Linked DNA regions of Mus musculus: region 2 is linked to region 1. The links are chromatin contacts, called in public Hi-C maps. All regions are on one chromosome and are shown on one strand. Each heading gives the region's core, a stretch centred on a gene start, on an enhancer-like site or on the middle of the called end of the contact. The rest is flanking DNA. Distances are from core to core; before and after follow the strand shown. Region 1 overlaps Grip1 (glutamate receptor interacting protein 1). Region 2 overlaps Grip1 (glutamate receptor interacting protein 1).

Evidence for each region. A called contact is a pair of places that touch in the nucleus more often than the background predicts.
Region 2: a contact with region 1 is called in a Hi-C map of rod photoreceptor, with 1.5 times the contacts expected there. The contact joins two enhancer-like sites. A contact is called at or near these places in 1 of 484 Hi-C or Micro-C datasets (rod photoreceptor) and 1 of 9 other capture datasets (embryonic stem cells).

What each region holds. Positions count from the first base shown.
Region 1 is chr10:119,917,383-119,920,082 of GRCm38.p6, forward strand. All of the region lies in intron 2 of Grip1 (glutamate receptor interacting protein 1), which reads left to right. Among named protein-coding and RNA genes, the nearest start is that of Grip1os1, 66 kb to the left of the region's middle. Within about 2 kb of position 1,304, at least 6 of the 459 cell types and tissues checked have an H3K27ac peak or open chromatin away from gene starts, as enhancers often do. A contact at or near this core is called in rod photoreceptor, where this site is marked.
Region 2 is chr10:120,025,355-120,028,054 of GRCm38.p6, forward strand. The region is part of intron 15 of Grip1 (glutamate receptor interacting protein 1); the gene reads left to right. Among named protein-coding and RNA genes, the nearest start is that of Helb, 86 kb to the right of the region's middle. Within about 2 kb of position 1,262, at least 30 of the 459 cell types and tissues checked have an H3K27ac peak or open chromatin away from gene starts, as enhancers often do. A contact at or near this core is called in rod photoreceptor, where this site is marked.

The sequences.
Region 1 (2,700 bases), core at 54-2,553:
CAAGATTAAACATCATGAGTATTATATGTAAAGATTTGGCAATTGTTTATTCTTGGAATATTCCAAATAATGATAATTTGAATAATGCCATGGCTAATGTATAGTAAACACTTTAAGACAGGTGCTATTGTAAATTGTTCATAAGAACTTTACCACTGAACATTCAAAACACCCTGTGGGACACATATTGTTATTATCTCTATGTTAGAAATGTGAAAAGTACACACACATATACACACATACATGCAGATGCACACATACGCTCACAAGCACACACACACATGCATGCACACTTACACAAACATTCTAACACACAACATATATATTCACTCACACACAAATTCACACACTCATTCATACATACATACATACATACATACTCACAAACACAAATTCACACACATACTCATTCATATACATACATTCACACTGTCTCACACACATTCACAAACATTCTCATATATAATATATACATTCATTCACTCACATACACGTACATTTATAAAGACACACAGACACATACACACACACACACACAAACACACACACACACACACACATACCATCAGAATCAGCCTTGCCAAAAAGGAGTTGATCTGAATACCTCATATATTAAGGGGTTACAGATTTTCACATTTACTTCCACATATTTGGACCCTCCTTCCCTATCTCTTGAAATACTCTGAGAATAAAAACCCACAGCAAGGAATGTGGCTGTCCCTGGCTGTCCCTGTCACTGCTGAGATCTGTCCTGAGCATAACTGTAGTTCATAGGGAGGCTCAAGCTGGCTATTTATATGCTGTACAGTCATTAATCTAATTTACACTGGCTCCCAGAGGATCAGAGAGCTTCTGCTGTAATCCTTCACGTTGCCACACAGCAGTGCATGGTGCCCACAGACCTTCTTCTGCTGGGCTGCGGCGAGAATTGAGGCTGAGTACGTAGCTGTTCATCACGGGAAGCCAGCGTTGATGCCCGCAGCTTCGCCGAACCAAACAATGCTAGGGAGAGCTTGAAATGAGCGCTGGGAAGGGCACCTGTCTATTTCCTGAGAGAGATATGCTTCCTAGTGACCTCATTAAAAGTAATTTACAGAGGAAAACCAACAACATGAGCAATAATTGTCTTTCTAAACACCATACATATACCCATAGTATTGTGGTATGAACTGAAATTCACATTACCAGGGCATTTAAAATACTACTACTAATAATATAACAACAATAGTAGCAATCATCTTTGGCATGGGCGGCCAGTGCCACTGCCAGTGCCACCGCCACCACCGCATAAACTGAGGAAAATAGCTGTCAGCCATTCCTCTGTCTTGTTGCTACTGTGCCATTGGGTTGTAATTCTGTTAGCCACAAGCCAGGGCTTGCTACGAATGTGTCCATTCACTCAGCAGGTGCCTGGACACATCTGCTAATGTAACAGGCACCATTACCCACATGAAGGACTTGGAGGGAACCACAGACAATCGCTGACCCCAGCGTTTCCAAATGTGTGACTGGGAGATTTGATCAGTAGTGTTTCCCATTCTCTGCCCAAGGGTTCGGGTTTGGCTTTTTGTTTTTGTTTCCTTCTCTCTTTTTTCGTCTTTCTTTTAATCTATGCGATTGATTAACCCTGTAGAAGCAAAGCACCTCACCAGCGTCTGTTTGCTGAACATGCTTCCTGTCGCTTTTATTGCTATGCCTTCCGTCTTAATGCTATGCCATAGAAAGAGGGTCTTATGGACCACGATGAGATGGACAAGACAACCCAAGCCAAGGTTAGAGAGACGGCAAGAGGGCGGTGATTAAGAACACTAAGTGGTCTTCCAGAGGATGCAGGTTTAGTTTCCAGAATCCCCATGACAACTCACACTGTGTGAAACTCCTGTCCCATGGTTACTGTCTCCAAACGTTCTCTAGACTCTAGGCATGCATGTAGCACACAGACATCCATGCAGACAAACTATCCATACATATAGAATAAAACTTAAAATATTAAAACTACCTAAAATAAAACTTCCTTCATAATTTCAACATCATGAGTTTCCCTTGTATATACTTGTGCTGGCTTCAGTCACTCACCACTGTAAACTTCCCACTGTTCTCTCAGACCCCTTTCTCAGGTACAGACACCGATATCCAGCAGGCAAACCAATTGGAATCGCTGAAGTCTTCTTTGTCCTCCTCTTCCTCCTACTTCTGAATCCATCTCTAACTCAGGAATTCCTCTTCATTGGTGTTCTCTGGAGTCTGTGGCCTCGGCATAAACATTGAAATGTCTCCATTTCTCACCATGCCTGTGTGGGGCATAGTCATTCTCCTGGAACCAGCTCTGTCTGACTGCGCTGTCGGGGCATTTGCCTAAACTCTAAACCCTCAGCCTCCTTTGAAGTTAGGTGTGAATGGAAAATGAGCTGCTGTCCTTGAAATATGGTGGCTTTCAGGGTATCTCTTCTTACTGCGTCGGCTGGATGCAGTCATGCTGGAATAAATCATCTTGTGGCAGAAGTTTCCAAGCCTCCTCTGTTCATGAAATCCTTGGAGTCTTGGTAATTCCAGATCATTCAAATGAAGTTCCGAAAGTTAGTCTATGGTTAGGTCCAAATAATATAGTGCACATTTTCTCCCATCGACTTATTAATTATCTGAAAAACATAAAACAAAGGCGACCGCACATTCAGGGAACCCTAGTGTTTTGTAAAGGTT
Region 2 (2,700 bases), core at 12-2,511, 110 kb after region 1:
GAACAGGAGGTCTCCATTAGTCAGATGGACCAGGAGCGTTTCACCTAGAGAAGTGCTCGCTGAGCACAGACTGGGGGAGCAAAAACAGCTCAGACAGCAAGAGCCTCAAACAGAGAACAAGGGAAGTTTTTTTTTTTCCATCCTGTAAGAAGGGCGTGGTAGAAAAGAGGCATTTCCATCATGGAGGTAGGAGTATGTGGCCCAAGCTACAACCTCATGGTAGACAGGTAACAGAAAGGCCATCGGACACGGTACAGCTTCCAACAGCACGCCCCAGGAACCTACTTCCTCTAGTCCAGTTCTCCATCCTACACTTCCCAGAACCTCTCAGAACAGCTCCGCCAGCTGGAACCTCCTGGGCCAGAGGAAGGTATTTTATATTCAGACCACAGCGTGAATAAACGACTTTTTTTCTAAATTTTTTATTTTACAACTGTAGCCAGAATACGAAATATGAAATAAATACAGGGCCTAGGGGAACAGCAACAACAAAGGCGTCCATTGTTTGAGGACACTCCATGGCATCCCTTTGTATATTTTGCAGCAGAAGACAGAGAGAGAAAGTAACCAATAAATTGGTTTAGTAAAGATCATGTACGTCTCACATACGAAACACTTAACATTTTAATCTCATCCAAACGGCATTACACCATTTTTCCTGGTGCTGGGAAATAGCGAGGAAGCAAGAAGGTAGAGTCCAAGGGTCCCCCTCATGGACACGCCTTTAAGGACCTAACTTCCTGTCTTTGGGCCCTAGCTTCTAAAGGTCCCGTCATGTTCTATCGGTGACACAAGACTAGTAACCAGTTAAGACTAGTAGACCTTAATGTCTTTAAGGACATTTAGAATCATAACACCAATCAATAAAAAAAAAAAAAAATGCCAGTGTTCTAGAATCTTCTCATGCCTAACTCAGAATAGGTCTAGAGGTGACAGTCACGCCAAGTCATATGTTTAACGTTTCTATTCCCAGTTTAAAAAAAAAAAAAAAACAACCTAGCTACATTCTTACATTTGTTGATAGTGCTGGGAATGATTATATACAAATATATTTTGTACCCAGCATTTTGAATGCACAACAAGCCTGTATTCATTATCTCTCAAGCACTGGTTTTTCTATGCCAAGTTTGCTTCCGCTGCACTTGCTTTGGGGAATTTATTTCACGAAAGGGCTAAAGCCTCCGGCATCGACCGGGCTCTGTCCTAAGGAAGAGGCAAAGCCCGGTGGAAAAACCTACTTAGCCTGATTTGCGCAGCTCAGCAGATCTCAGCTCCCTTCCTTGCAGAGTGAGAAAGCCCACCCGGGGGATGAATATGCATGGTGTACAGAACTGGCAACGCGTCCACTTTCAGAGCCAGCTCTGCAGACAGGTTGGCAGGGCTGACTGACAGAAACAGCAGCTGACTTCTGGAAGAGCTCCACCCTGGTCTCAGAGGCTGATCTCATTTGGCTTATGCCCCACCCCCCTTACATCCACTCCTGTCATCAATCCCTAGGCCTAATATTATGGTATTCATCATGCTGATTAAATATGCTTTTAATTCTTTTAAATCCTGAATCTTTTCATTGGAAAACACCACATGTATACCCCCAAAAGTATGACTATGAATGTTACTGGGAGGGGTATACTTACTCTATCTAACCATGTTTTCTCAGACTGATATATCAAAACAAATACTCAGACATGATTGAATAACAGATATCATTTTTCTATTATTTATTCACTTTATACCCAATCACAGACCCCTCTCTCCCTTCTTCCAGCTACACCCTCCCACCCTCTCCCTCCACTCCCCCTCCCCTTCTTAGCAAATAGGAGCCCCACACCCCTCCTGACCCATCCTACACTGGCACACCAAGTTGAATCAGGACTAAGGGCATCCTTTCCCGCTGAGGCCAGATAAGGCAGCCCAGGTAGGGGAAAGGGATCCAAAGGCAGGCAACAAAGTCTGAGCCAGAGGCATCCCCTGCTCCAGTTGCTAGGGAACCCACATGAAGGCCAAGCCGCACAACAAATAACTATTTAAAAATGATCGTCTGGTTATCAGTTCGAAAGAATTGGCACATTCCTACAATTCTCTTCCCTCCTAAGATTGAATGATGATTTGAGGACTGGGGAGATGGCTCAGGAACTCTAAAAACCCTTACACATGCCAGGTGGATGCGGGAGCCCACTGTAACTCTCCCCACCCATGGTGGACATAGTGTCTCTCCAGGCCAAGCTGGTGATCAAGATTAGCCACTTCACAGGGCTCTGGGTTTCACTAAGAGAGCAGCTGAAGGTGTTTCCTGACACCAGCCTTGGACCTCCACATGCATGAGGGCAGGCATGCACATATATGTATGCCCCCACACATTGAACATATAAAATCATGCAACTATTCATAGATGCATACGGCACACACAACTCATGAAAAATGGAATAAGAGAATACAGTCTGAGTAAGCAGGTTCTTTTCTGTGCAGATGTTCTTTTCAAAGCAAGATGGGAGGATTCTTCATATTTAAAATGTAGAACTTGGTCACAAATTAGCTCAGAGGGACCCATGTGGTCATAAAGAACACACACTTTAAGATCAGACCTCTGCTTAAAGTCCAAGTCTACCACATTTCAGCTGTGTCAGTTTACACAAACTCACAGTGTGAGATTTGACAACACTGGTGTGTGCACTCAGAGCTATGTGCTTTCCTTCCAGAAAG